4 separate regions of the Sus scrofa genome follow, and regions 1, 3 and 4 are each linked to region 2. Evidence: chromatin contacts called from public Hi-C and HiChIP or PLAC-seq data. All regions are on one chromosome and are shown on one strand. Each heading gives the region's core, a stretch centred on a gene start, on an enhancer-like site or on the middle of the called end of the contact. The rest is flanking DNA. Distances are from core to core; before and after follow the strand shown. Region 1 holds the start of MRPL55 (mitochondrial ribosomal protein L55). Region 2 holds the start of SNAP47 (synaptosomal-associated protein 47). Region 3 overlaps WNT9A (protein Wnt-9a). Region 4 holds the start of IBA57 (IBA57 homolog, iron-sulfur cluster assembly).

Region 1 (3,336 bases), core at 224-2,723, 440 kb after region 2:
TTAGGAGTGCCCACCATCATAACTGTTCCATTCTAGGTACTCGCCAGTCACTTCCACTCCTCCCTCAACCCTCAATATGTATTTGTATGTATACTTCACATAAACATACTGGTTCTGGAGGCTTTACTGAGGACAGCCTAAGGGTCTTGAGTTGGCATTCTTTGTGTGGCCCCATTATGGCAGTCCCAAGAGGCCTGGAAGTCCATGCTTACCGAAGCAGGCTGCCCTTGGCTGCCATTCCTCCTGAGAGCCCCTGCAGCAGGTGAAGCCCCAGGGTCAGTCACACGGCCAGTGGGATGACCTGCTAGGCAAGGAAATAAGAGATCTTTCTAAAAGGCATGCTTTTTCTTTTTTTTTTGTTTTTTGTTTTTTGTTGTTGTTGTTGCTATTTCTTGGGCCGCTCCCGCGGCATATGGAGGTTCCCAGGCCAGGAGTTGAATCGGAGCTGTAGCCACCAGCCTATGCCAGAGCCACAGCAACGCGGGATCCGAGCCGCGTCTGCAACCTACACCACAGCTCTGGGCAACGCCGGATCGTTAACCCAATGAGCAAGGGCAGGGACCGAACCCGCAACCTCATGGTTCCTAGTCGGATTCGTTAACCACTGCGCCACGACGGGAACTCCAAGGCATGCTTTTTCATAGAATTGATCCTTACCCAATTCCAGACAGGAACAAAAAGCAGTTTCTGACAGATATTACAAGATCAGTGCCAGTCTCTCCCAATATCCTATCAGGTTTTCAGCCTTGAAATTGGCAACAGAATCAAATGGAAGATTTCTGATCTGCAGATGACCCAGTCCTACTCCCAAAGACTCTGACTCAATCTGCAGCAGGGCCCGGGCCCATTCTGGTAGGTTGCTGAGTCGGGGAAGCCATTCTGAAGATGTAATGCAACGTAAATGGTGAAGACTAGCTTTTACCATGTTTTCCAAGGTCATTTCATTTCACAAAATCCAACGAGATAAGGATTATAAAAGGGGAGCTCAAGCTTGCTAAGCTTGGGTTTCCGCGGTGACAAACCAGTTGTTTCAAAGGCCTCACCACTGAGATCGTGGACATGAAGACCCAGAAAAGAATCCTCCCGGCCAAGATAGGCAAGCTTGCCTGGCTATACCTTGTCAGGGCAGGGCATCTGCAGGCCTCTCTCCGCCTTAAGAAGTGATTTGGCAGGCAAATGAAATGCTATAAACATCTCAAAAAATGCCCGCTCATCCTCTCGCCCTCGCGTTCCCGAGGCTCATGGCGGGGCCCAGACCCTCCCTTGGAGGAAGACATCCAAGCCCACGTGACACCGACTTGCCACTCTCACCGGCTCCGAGGCGGCCTCGAGGACCAGCGGCCTGGCTACCACTGACGAATCAGGTGCGGGACTGACCGAAGCCGGGGACACCCGCACTGCACACCAAGCTTCCAGTCCTCGTGCGGCTCCGCCGCGAAGTGACTCGCAGCGCCGACTTACGGCCTTGAGAGGCGGGGCGAGACCAGCGCCGCTCTGACTTACGGCTGGCCGAGGCGCATCCGGCGCCCCGCTGACGTATTTTGATGGAAGGCGAGGGGCGGGAGCGGCGCGGCGCTGTGACGTATGTTCCCGCAGGCGGCAGCTGCGGCCCCTGATGCTGCGGCGCCCGCTGGCCGGGCTGGCGGCTGCAGCCCTGGGCCGGGCCACCTCGGACGGTGAGTGGCGGCCCCTCACAGCGGGCAGAGGTCTGGGCGCTTGCAAGCCCCGCGAGGGTTTTCCTGGGGTGTCGGGCCCCGGGCTGGCGTTTCGCGGTCCGAATCCGCCGCGGAGAGGGGGGGAACACAGCAGCTCACGTGTGAGTCGCCCCCCCGCCCCCGCGCCTGCTGAGCGCCAGTGCCGTGGACCTTCCTCAGGGACTCATAGCTGTGCTCGTGCATTGTTATTCACCAGCCACCCGAACTGCCCTCGGCTTCCCTCAGGGTTGCAGCGCTCCATCCTAGAGCGAGCGAGCAAGGCAGGAGACACGGTCTTCAGGGAGCGCATCTTTTTATGGGGGCAGATTTACTCCTTTTAAAGGGCTTCCCTTTATTTTCAAGTTGTATTCTGTGTGTTAGAGTTGCTTTTGGTAGTTATTATTTTTATTTACACAAATTAAAAGCTGGTTCCTCTGTCAGTCCTCAAAATGTAGGAAGAAATTCTTCTGGCACGGGAAGCTCCAGACAGTTTGTAAAACCCCCGCAGCCTCAGGACTTCTTGCTGGAAGCCATTGTGCAGGATGCGGAGGGGCGGAGAGGGGAAGCAACCTGACCCCCCTCCCCAAGGTGGGCCACACAGCAGAACAGAATACCCTGGGAGATAAGGGTTTTGAAGGCCTTGAGGTGACTCTTGGTATGGCACAGTCCCCGAAGTTCCGACTCTCTCACCTGGCTTTTGGAAATGTGTGGTCTACCTTGAGTTAAAGGGGAGCAGCAGAAACAGTTGGGAAATTCTCCAGATAGTCCAGCTCTGGTGCTGTGTTCCCTTCCCACCGCATATTGCAAACCCGGGGTGGGGGTTTGGGGAGATTCTGGGTAGGCAGAACTGATTGCTTCAAGGACTCCCAGCCAGGAGGGCCCCCAAGACTGCTGCAGGTTCCTGGCCTGCCCCACTGCTGGACATTGCAGTTATGAGTACTCCATACAGGAGCAGGTTGTTGGCCTTCCTGACTCCTGGGCATGGTAGTTGGGGTTCATTTTTCCTCAGGACAAGACACCCCAAGTGTAGGTTATTGGAGCTCCCCATCTGCAATTCTTAGACATTGTCTTGGGAGCTGTGAGAGAGAGTGAGCCTCCTTCATCCAAGTGCTGGTTTGGGGAGGAGCATTGAGGTGTGCCTCACCTGTTTCAATAGGGGTCGGGGAGGTGGAAGCTGAGGTGGTGATTGGCCAATGTAGGATGGAGCCTACGGGGACAGGAGAAGGGAGGCTGTGATGTGCTTCTCATGGTCAGCCTTGCGTGAGCCCCCTGTCAGTGCCCCTTGACATCATACTTTCCCAAATGTGGGTTTTCTGGACTTTTCTGTCACTCTTAGACTTTCTATACCGTGAATACCTTCACTTTCACCCCAGGAGAGATCTAGGGTGGGTGTGGCTTCCTGTCTTATCACTGACAAGCTGAATTTCCTGCCACGTGAGCCCTACTCTGCCCTCTTGTAAGAATTGTACACACTTTCATACACCAGGCCAGCTCACCATCCGGGTTGGTGCACACCTGTGATAGATGCAGTTTGCCTGAGCTTTCTTTTAGATTCTAGGAGTACTTTGATCCAGCCTTTGATCTTCATCTAGAACTGGTAAGATCAACGGTTTCTTTGGGTAGCAGATTCTAGGAGTTTTAA
Region 2 (3,156 bases), core at 396-2,895:
TAGCATCCTTTGAGCTCCCCAAGTGGAAGAAGTGTGTGGTAGGAGGACACACCTCAGAAGGCCTCATTTAAGAGCTGGTATTGCTTGTTAGTGATGGAGATTTTAAATGGGCAGGACACAGTCCCGCTGGAAAGCTCTAGCTTTAATGAGCCTAGCAGTGGGGTGCAGGACTTGAGGCAGGGCAGCTAGTCTGGAGATTGGCAGCAGCCAAGGTAGAGGAGAACAGGCTTGATTTGGAGAAGTAGGTTTGGATAGGGGTGGCCGGTCCCAGAGGCATCTGAGCACTGGTGAAGGCTGGGTGCTGCCAGTTAGATCGAAGTGAGACTGACAAGGGCAGCTCCGGGAAAAACAGTGACAAAAAAGAGTTAGGTAATCACAGGCCATCTGAGCCTCTGCCAGAGGTGCCCACATTCCTCACGCAGCCAACCCCGCGCAGGCATGGTGAGATGGCCATGATTGGAGAGAATGACATTCCAACCAGGCTGAAGAGAGTGGGTTTTTTACACTGATTAAATTCATAACTGGAGAAAAGACAAGTTCCTCACTCATGACTAGGAAAAGCAGTGTTCTGGGCCCCTTTACCTGCACAGATGCCAGTCTTTGAGATAGAGACAGCCCCGTGAAGATGAGTAGTTTCCCTGAATGTACTCTTTCCAGTAGCTGATGTAGTCTTTGAGGGGCATGTGTTCTTTGGGGTTGGAGTTGTATTCCCTCACCCCACAGTTTGCAACAGGTACAACCACATCTCCTGAAAGGAAAGGGTCAGGCACAAACTTTTCTGAGAGTCCTCCACCCTGTCCACCCTCCAACTCATTGCTACACCGTCTCCAGAAGAATTCCTCTGGGGATTAACTCATGTTCCCTGCCTCCCTCAAGTCCTCTTGTGGCTCCCCTCATTTGCACCCTCACAGTCTGACCTAAGGGAATATAGGTAGGGCGAGGGTCAAAGGACACTGGCTGGAGTTTTGTGCTGCATTCCAAGGTGTTCCTGCCTGGGACACTCGCGCTCAGTCCTTACCATAGTTCTGAAGCAGATAATCAAAATTGGGCTTTCCGCTTGGCGTCACCCAGAGCCTCCTGCTGCCCCAGCCCTCGGTGAAAGCGCTGGAGAAAACACAGGGCAAGTTGGGGAGCAGATAGCCCTTGAAGAAGTCGGCGTAGGAAAAGGAGTCTGGATTCTCTATGAAGTCCACGTGGTCCAGTTTCGGGCTGACATTGCTGGAGAGACCTCCCTGGAGGCCTCGGAAGTGGCTCTCGGCAAATGCGCGCATCTGTCTGTCCATGCTGGGCTAGGCTCAGAGTCCGTTGCGTGAGGGTCTGCTGGGAACAGGGGGGCTGGGAGCGTCGGAAGAGCTGCGGGAGTAGGAGGGGGTGCTGGACGCGGAGGGGCTGCCAGCGATGCTGGAGCCAGCGGCCAGATCTCCCGGCTGCCGTCCGGCAGAAGGTCAGGAACCCAGAATGTGGTTTCTGTATTCCCACTTATCTGTTCTTTAAACTAGGAAGTGAAAAAGGAAGTATGTGCGAAAACTACTTCCGGCGTACACGCTACGCACCCGCGGCCGCTTGCAGAGTCCGCCGTCAGCCCGGCGCCCTCGTGCGGAACCTAGAGTTTGCAGACAAGAGTTCCTGCCCGAGCCAGAAACACAGCCAGCCCAGCTCTGGGCGCATGCTCTCTGCTTGTTGCGGCCCGCCTGGGCAGACTCAGGAGCGGTGTACTGAGACTGTGATCCAGCTCAGGGTCCGCACGGTTTCAGAAATTGTCGAACGGTGCTGGCCCCTAGTCTCGCCGTCTTCGCACCTCCCCAGCAACTCAGGTAAGTCGTGTCCCCAGTCTGCAGCTGGGCCTGTGCCCGGAGCTCTTCCAGGCGTCCCTTGGCACAGTCCCTCTCGCCGCTTCTGCCCAGGTGAGTATCTCTCCTCTTTCCAGTGCTTCAAGGACTGAGGAAGGTGGTGGGACGTGGCTGGGCTAACAGAGAGCACAAGGGTCAAAGGTGGGGTCCTGGAGAAGCTGGGGGTCTAAGGGGATGCTGAAGACCTGGAGGGGATGCTGAAGCCCTGGAGGGCATGCTGGGGAACTAGGACGATGGGAGACCTAGGGGGGTGATAGGGGAATTGGAAGGAGTGCTGTAACTCTCAGGCGATAGTGGGGACCTGGAAGGGATGATGGGACCTGGTGGGGATGCTAGGGGACTAGGGGGCTGCTGGGGACCTGGAGGAAATGCTGTGACCAGGAGAGGATGGTAGGACCTGAAGGGGATAGTGGGGACTGGAGGGGATGCTGGGGGAATAGGGAGGGTTCTGAGTGAAGGTGTGGGGGATCAAATGTGGTGATATGAGGCTGTGCACAAAAACATATCTGAATAGGGTTACATAAAAGGGGAGCTTAGGTGGGGGTGCCATATCAGGGTCTCAGCATGTTGCAGAAATAGATGTCCTGCCAATACAGTCCTACTCGTATCAATATGGAAAGGAAGAAAACAGTTTCATTGCTGTATGAGCAGATTACATATATGTAAGGCATCTGCAGTAGAATACACAGCTGGGTAGGTCTTCCCACATTTCACACACAGGAAGAAAGAAATGTTGAGAACTCTCTCATCTCCTTGAGGGAAAAATAGATGCACCTGTGTAGTCTGTGCCTAATGAGAGACTCTTGCCTCAGTTCTGGAGGTACGTGTTTACAGCTCTGAGTCAGCAGGTGGTGACAATGCCTTATGAAATCTGAACACTTGAATTTGTTTCCTTCCTGACCAAAGGAAACACCCAAAGGGAAGAGGAGAGGCACCTACCGCCCCTTTATTAAATAGTGAACATGTAATCTTGTTTATTTAGCCTTATAGGTGGCATAAGGGAGATTCTGGGGATATTGGGGCTCTAAACTTTGGAGAGGGGCTTGAGGGGGTACTCTTTTCAAGGAGTATGAAACTTACAAGAAGGAGAAGAGCAAGGACCAGAAGTGGAGAGAGGCAGAGGAGGGGAGGACTGGGAAGAGAGTCCAGGTGGGGGTTCTAAAGTGGGAGCTGAGAACATGGGCAGGATGAGACAGGTGGTGGAGAGTTGGTGGCAAGCAAAGCAGTATGAGGGTTTTGTGATTGTGTTTGAGCTGTGCTCCCTTCCCAGTGTGCCTCATTGTGCCTCCTGTGGTCAAGTTGTGGA
Region 3 (3,422 bases), core at 205-2,704, 310 kb after region 2:
GTCTTCTTGATTGTTCTGATCAATTTCAGAAATTTTTCAGCCTTTCTCTCCACACCTCACCCCATCAATTCCCCCTCTTTTCTACCTCTGGGCCTCTGGTGACACAGGCGGCCTCCTCAGTGTTCCCAGGTTTCTCATCCTCTCTGTTTTCCATGCATTTGCCTTCCCATGGGTAATTTCTCTTGACCTATCTTAAAGTTCACCAATTCTCTTCAACTATTTCTAATCTGCTTTCAAATCAGTCTATTACTTGAATTTTTTTCCCAATTCTATTTGGTTTTTCCAAACTTGCTGGGTCAGTTTTTGTGGCTTCTCATTCCTTACAGATATCCCAAGCTTATCTTGCTCTTGAAGGCACACCGAGAACTGTTTTATTCAGTGTGGGATGCTCTGTTTACTGGTCTGCTGCCATCATTTCTTCAAGTCCTTGGCTGCACTTCCACACACACCAAGTTATCTCTGACCATATGCTGTTGCTATATTTGAGAGACTGTTTGCAGGAATAATCTGAAGCAGAGGGTAAAGGTCCCCCAAACTCATATCCACCTGGAACCTCAGAACATGCAGATGTAATCAAGGTAAGGATCTGGAGACTAATTCACCTTGGATTAGGTCCCACATTGCTGAGGGCTCGCCCTGCCCCAACTAGACTGCAACAGCTCTTCAGAGACCACATGCACCCCTGAGGAGAGCAGGAACGAACCTAGGACAGACAGAGCCATGTCTGGAGATGCCCAACCCCTTTTGTGGGCCAGGCCTGAGGCTGTCATGCCTGACTGCTTAGAGATTACCAGGGCAGCTCCTATGAGCATTCAGCCAGTCTCATATCCTCATACCTACTTTGAAGGACAGCCAGGTAACAGGATGAGCACTGTCAGATCAGGGTGGGTGCCAGCACTGGGGCCGTCTTTGTCCCATACCCCTCAGCCCCTAGAATGCCTCACTCCTTCTCACTTGTGGTTGGGTAGGGGACAGATTCTGACTGCCCTTCCTCCTACCAACAGGCCCAGCCACCGCAAGGGCTACCCTGCCCACAAACCAAGCTCCCTGCACATGGGAAGCTCAGACCCTAGGCTGGGCGGAAAGAGAAGAGGCCAGAGTTTCCAGAAGCCACAGCACTCTGCCAAGGAAACCTCAGCCCCACCAGACGGCATTTAATTTCTGTGTGAATCAAATTCAAAACAAATTCCAATGCTGAGAACTGGTTCTGAGATTAACCCTCCATCCTCCTGTGGCCTGCAGCCTCTCACTCAGGCATGCAGGTGTAGGGTGGGCACAGATACCACCACCAGAGCCTGGGGCTCCCTTTAATCTCCACCATCATTGGGTGCCCTGCTGTGCCAAGGAGAAAATGAGGGCCAAGGGACGGGAATAGGAAGGGCAGCAGGGCATTGCCCCACGAACAGGTCACACTGCGGCAGGGACTTTGTGTCTATGACAGCTGTCACTGCCATCAGCTGTGAGAACCACCAGGCCTCGACTTTCCCACCTCACAGGGCCCCAACATTCCAGGGCACGAAGAGCTCTTGATCAGCGCCAGCTCCACATCACTGACTGGCTACTCCAGGGGATTACTTAGCTAAGGCCTGGCCACCCTGGGAGTCAGCTGGCAGACACAGGACTCAGAAAACTCCACTACACTGGGACCCACAGCACTGCCCACCAAGCCTGGCATCCACAAGCCTAACAGAAATGCCCCTTCCACACTTGGCCGCCAAAGCAAACAGAACCTGTGGGACCCTCAGATTCTGAGGGCCACCAGCCAACTGCATCCTTTCCAGAATAAGATGGTGGAGCCCAGATTAGAGAAGAGCAGGCCTACAGGTCCCCAGGCAGGTAGCCGAGGCTTTGTGGGACCCCCCACACATACACACAATGTTCACTGATTGCCATGAGAAGATAGGCATCAGTGGCTTTGTGGAGAAACTAAAGTGACCAGGACACTTCTGTGCCCTGGTCACCACACCCCCAGGCCTCACTGACAGCTGCCACAAAGAAGGACATGCAAGATGCAGAGCAGGTGCCTAGAGACCCACAGGACCCCCCTCTCATCACGACCAGAATCACCTCGATGACTGATTTCCTTCCTAGAGCTGGCCTCCCAGGTGCGCAGCACCATGCCAGACATAGATGGAAGACACTGGGACAGCCTTGATCAACATCCTACCCTGGGGTGGCCTGAACAGCCACTGCTGCTCTCTCTGCCTGGGAGGGAGCCAGCCCTGATGTGCTCTGGGCTGGGAGCCCCTGGCACCCTCTACTCTTGAGCCAGACCACTTCCCTGGCCACGTCTACCTCAGGTATCGCTAAGAAAAACAAACGCAGCTTGAGGCTTGCCTTTTTCCATTCCCTCGTCCGGCTGCCGGTCTCGAGGTGCAGGGCCTGCCAGCTGGGCGGCTGGGTTTCCTCTTGTGGCCAGAGGCACCAGGCCAGCCAGGAACCTCACTGGGAGGGGCAGGGAAGGATAGAGAGCCATGGCCGTGGGTCACGGAGCCAGGCCGCCAGCACACACCACCCAGGTTGACACTGAGCAGAGTGGGGCTGCCCTCCACTGGAGGCCCTGGCATAGCCACCTGCCACAAGGCCCAGCCCATGGATATCCCTTAATGATTAGTCCCTGCAGGAAAACAGGCTGGTCATCACCCAGCCCATGCCACCAAGCCCTCCTGCAGATGCCTGCAGACCTGGTATGCAGCACAAGCCTTTCCATCTGCCCCCACCTCCCCAAACTTCACTCAATGGGATCCTTAGTCTCTACCTCCCACCTGCCCCCTGGAACTCCAGCACTGCCCACCAAGTCTCTGTCCAACATCCAGGCCATGACCAGAAGGTGAAGTGGTCCAGCCAGCAATGTGGGTACAGGGTGGTGGAGGTCAGAGCCAGAGGTGGGCAGAGGGCTGGCCCACTTGGTAAATGAGAACCTTGGAATCCACATCAGGCTCCTGAGTGCAGAGCCAGGAAGTAGATGGGAGAGGGGACTTTCCCTACAGGCCTCAGGAGTGCCAGCCCAGTGCAATTTGGAGGAAATCCCACGAGGAACCCCCCTGGCCTCCCAAGAGGTAAGCTACGGGTAAAGAGCAATACCATTGAACTGTCCTCTGTCTTCTTGGAAGAGGCAACTGCTAAGGCAGGCCCTAGAGGATGTGAAGGCCCATTAGGACAGTGGGCCTGCTCCCCACCCACCAGAAGCTGACCTCTAAGCAGGGACTTGACCTTGCCAACTTCCCAGACAACTGTGCCTCATCTAAAACCTACTGAGCCTCAGCCTACTGAGCCAGAGTGGTCACCAAGGGGCACCCTCACTACTGGGACAATACACAAAGGGAGCCTGGTGTCCCCCAGGCTGAGATTAAGGGTGCTCAGTGCCGGCCCTGCTGACAGGTGTCATTTTTCTGCAGCTAGGAAAGCCAAGCCAGTCCCCT
Region 4 (3,301 bases), core at 29-2,528, 460 kb after region 2:
GTGAAGTTGAATCAGTAACCAATGGCCAATGATTTAATCAATTGTGCTTCAATAATGAAGTCTCCATGAAAACCCTAAAGGACTGGATTTGGAGAGCTTCTTGGTTGTGGAACACACGGCAATTTGGGGAGAGTGGTGCCCATGGGGCATAAAGTTCCATGTCTTTTCCAACATATCTTGCCCTATGCATCTCTTCCATCTGGCTGTTCCTGAGTTATATCCTTTTTATAATAAATCAGTAATCTAGTATGTAAAATATTTCTGATTTCTGTGAACCACTCTAGAAAATTAATTGAACCCAAGGAGAGGGCTATTGGAACCTTTGCTCTATAGCTGGTTGGTCAGAAGAAAGGAAACAACCTGGACTTTGGCATCTGAAGATTGTGTGTGTGTGTGTGTGTGTGTACACACGCAGTCTTACAGGACCTGATGCTATTTCCTGGTATAAATGGTTCATAATTGAGTTAAAAATGTAAGACACTCAGCTGGTGTTGGAGAACTGTATGGTGTGGGGAACTCCCCCCCTACATTTTAGTGATCAGAAGTGTCAGAAGTGAGAGCATAGGATATACAGGTGTGTATTTTACACAATAACCAAAGGAGCTGAAAGCATAGTTGCACATCCCTGTTCATTGTAGCATTATTCACAATAGCCAAGGGTGGAAACAATACAATGTCCATCAATCGGTGAATGGATAATCCAATGTGGTATATACATAGAGTAGAATATTCAGCCTTAAGGAGGCTGACATATAATATACCACGGAGGAACCTGGAAGCCATTAGTCACAAAAAGGCAAACACTTCATGATTCCACTTCTATTAATTTCCTATAAGAGTCAGGTTCACAAAGAGTAGAATGGAGTTCCCAGGGGCTGGGGAAGGAGACAGGGATCAGCGTTTGATTAAGGTGGAGTTTCCGTTTGGAAAGATGAGAAAGTTCTGCAGGGTGGAGAAGGCTGCAAAACAGTGTGAATGCGCTTAATGCCCCTGAAATGTGCACTTAAAAATGGTTAGGATGGTAGGGTTTAGGTCATGGGCTCCCCGCTACAATAAAGCAAGCAGAAACTGCTCTAAAAACCGAGGCGCAGAGGGCCAGCCCAGGAGTGTAAGGGTGACCGACAGCCCAAGACCTCTCTCCGCCACACGCTCCGCCCACCCTCACCCGGGCCACTCTTGCAAGTGCCCCCAGCCCCGCCTCTAAGGGCGGCAGAGGCTCCAGCCCGCGCACGCCTGCGCACGCCCCGCCCCATGCCCCCCCACCCGCGTGCGCTCCACTCGTCCGCCTACAGCAGGTACTGTGGCGCCTGCCCGCGCCGCCGCACGGAGCCCCTTCCCGCCGCCTCGCTCCTCCCCAAGATGGCGGCTGCGGCGCTGCTCCGGGGCGCGGCTTCAGGGCGCAGCGGCCTAGCCTGGCACTGGAGGCTGCGCGCGGCCCCGAGGCGCCGCCTGGCTCAAGGTTCCTGCTCTCAGAGTGGTGACCCCGCGGGCGGTACGGCCTGGGCCTACTTCCTGCTGGGCGAGCGCGCCCTGGTACGCGTGCGCGGGCCGGACTCGGCGCCCTTTCTCCTGGGTCTGCTGACCAATGAGTTGCCGCTTCCGGGTCCCGCTTCGGCCGTGGCGCGCGCGGGCTACGCCCACTTTCTTAACGTCCAGGGACGCACACTCTATGACGTCATTCTCTACGGGTGAGCGCAGGGTGTGGCAGGGTGTGGCAGGGACTGCGCAGGCTCCAGTGCCGGCGTGGAGGTGGGGAGTGGGATCACCCAGAGCGGCCGGGAGAAGACTTAGGGGATGGGCTCCTATGGAGGGCTCCCAGGGTTGGGGTCTGTACGGAGGAGGGGCGGGGCACCTAGGCCCAGGATGGTCATTCAGGAGAGGATCTGCAGGGCAGGGCGTCCAGAGGAGGGACACCTGGGAGCTTTTGCAAACGGTGGGCCATAGTGGGCCCCCACAGGGGAGGTCACCTGAGGATGGGAGGGGCGCCCAGGGCAGGGTATTTGGGAACCCGCATACAGGGACAGGGCTGCCATAGGTGGGCCAGAGCCAGCACCCAGGGATGGGCCCGTGACTCACCCATGGGAAGATCTGCGTGACTTTGCATGTGGCCTCTGCTCCTGCTCAGACCCACTGCACGGAAAAGGGGTCGCGGCACCTGTAGGAAGCCGCCTTGCACCACTGGCTTCCGCTATTACTTTCTGAGTCCTCCAGCGCACATACATTTCTCTCAGAAATCTCTCTTTAGTGATATCAGTGTTTGGTGTTTTACATCAGTCTGTGCTGATGTTATCATGACTGTGCCATGATGGTCAACAGGACAAGCCAAGTCAGTGGCCTTGTCCTTTGCTGTGTAGAGCTTTCTGTTTTCACTTGCTTAGCTTTCTCAGGCTTGGTACCTCTAAAATCTCTCATGCAATTGCAGGCTGTTGATTCCCTCTGAGGCTGTCCTGGAAACTCCCATGTCTGTTCTATTTGTGGGTCCTCATCTGCATCTTCCTCAGTATACTCCTGCCTTCTGGAGGAGTATGTAGTTTAGTGGCTTGTTGAGAGATAAGATACTTCAGGTGGACCTTTGACTCCTTCACATGGTTTTACCTGATGTCTTAGCTGGGTGTAGAACTCTAGGCTGAAAATCATCTCTGAATTTTATGAAGCCCTGATCTGTCTTGCTGCTGCTGGCACTGCTTTCCATTGTGTGTGATGACTTTTTCTCTAGGAGCTCTTGAGGGCTCTTTTTCATCCTTATGTCTTGAAGTGTCATGGTCATGTGATGTATTTGGGGTCTTCTTTCATGTCCTGTTGCTGGGCACTTGGTGGACTCTGTGACTCTGGAACAGGGGTCAGTAAAGTATGACCCTTGGACAGATTCACCTTACTTGCTCCCTGTTTTCATAATGAAATTCGATTGGAATGCTGCGTGCCCATTTGTTTGTAACTGTGTGGTTACTTTTGCCTTTTAATGGCAAAAGTATAATTAATACTATAATAATTGTGGTAGAAACTGTGTGGCCTCAAACCTAAAGTATTTACTATCTGGTCCTGTACAGAAAATGTTTGTGATCCCTGTTCTGTGTCCCCTGATTCAGAGATACCATTGTCATTATCTCCTTTATGTAATTATCTTCCCAGTAGTTGCTTTAATCTCTTTTAGAAACTGCATTCTTGAGCCCCCTGTGTCAGTAATTTTCACTTGCCCCTATTCTGGTAATTTCACTTTTTAATTTATCAGTGTTGTAATGATGCTTTGGTCCCCAAATATCCTTCTTTAGGCCTCTAGTCTGTCTTTACATCTTTCTCCCTT

The links. A called contact is a pair of places that touch in the nucleus more often than the background predicts. HiChIP or PLAC-seq counts read pairs in DNA pulled down with a chosen protein or histone mark.
Region 1: an H3K27ac HiChIP or PLAC-seq map of alveolar macrophages shows a contact between it and region 2. The contact joins the promoter of MRPL55 here to the promoter of SNAP47 in region 2. A contact is called at or near these places in 1 of 5 promoter capture datasets (liver) and 2 of 2 datasets of contacts at active chromatin or transcription factors (alveolar macrophages and skeletal muscle).
Region 3: a Hi-C map of fetal skeletal muscle shows a contact between it and region 2, with 2.8 times the contacts expected there. The contact joins the enhancer-like site here to the promoter of SNAP47 in region 2. A contact is called at or near these places in 5 of 5 promoter capture datasets (fetal liver, fetal skeletal muscle, liver and 1 more), 22 of 47 Hi-C or Micro-C datasets (blood, brain, embryonic fibroblasts and 12 more) and 2 of 2 datasets of contacts at active chromatin or transcription factors (alveolar macrophages and skeletal muscle).
Region 4: an H3K27ac HiChIP or PLAC-seq map of alveolar macrophages shows a contact between it and region 2. The contact joins the promoter of IBA57 here to the promoter of SNAP47 in region 2. A contact is called at or near these places in 1 of 47 Hi-C or Micro-C datasets (heart right ventricle) and 1 of 2 datasets of contacts at active chromatin or transcription factors (alveolar macrophages).

The regions. Positions count from the first base shown.
Region 1 is chr2:51,246,121-51,249,456 of Sscrofa11.1, forward strand. MRPL55 (mitochondrial ribosomal protein L55) reads right to left here and starts at 1,474. Exons shown (of 4, transcript NM_001244964.1): 1 at 1,312-1,474; 2 at 213-301. The coding sequence starts at 238. It overlaps GUK1 (guanylate kinase), which reads left to right and starts at 1,545. Exons shown (of 8, transcript XM_003123613.4): 1 at 1,545-1,676. The coding sequence starts at 1,616.
Region 2 is chr2:50,810,664-50,813,819 of Sscrofa11.1, forward strand. SNAP47 (synaptosomal-associated protein 47) reads left to right here and starts at 1,646. Exons shown (of 7, transcript XM_021083339.1): 1 at 1,646-1,814. It overlaps JMJD4 (jmjC domain-containing protein 4), which reads right to left and starts at 1,517. Exons shown (of 6, transcript XM_003123609.5): 1 at 1,019-1,517; 2 at 583-748. The coding sequence starts at 1,283.
Region 3 is chr2:51,118,882-51,122,303 of Sscrofa11.1, forward strand. All of the region lies in intron 1 of WNT9A (protein Wnt-9a), which reads right to left. Among named protein-coding and RNA genes, the nearest start is that of WNT9A, 7.8 kb to the right of the region's middle. Within about 2 kb of position 1,455, at least 13 of the 83 cell types and tissues checked have an H3K27ac peak or open chromatin away from gene starts, as enhancers often do. A contact at or near this core is called in fetal skeletal muscle, omental adipose tissue and skeletal muscle, where this site is marked.
Region 4 is chr2:51,275,074-51,278,374 of Sscrofa11.1, forward strand. It overlaps IBA57 (IBA57 homolog, iron-sulfur cluster assembly), which reads left to right and starts at 1,279. Exons shown (of 3, transcript NM_001244830.1): 1 at 1,279-1,688. The coding sequence starts at 1,360.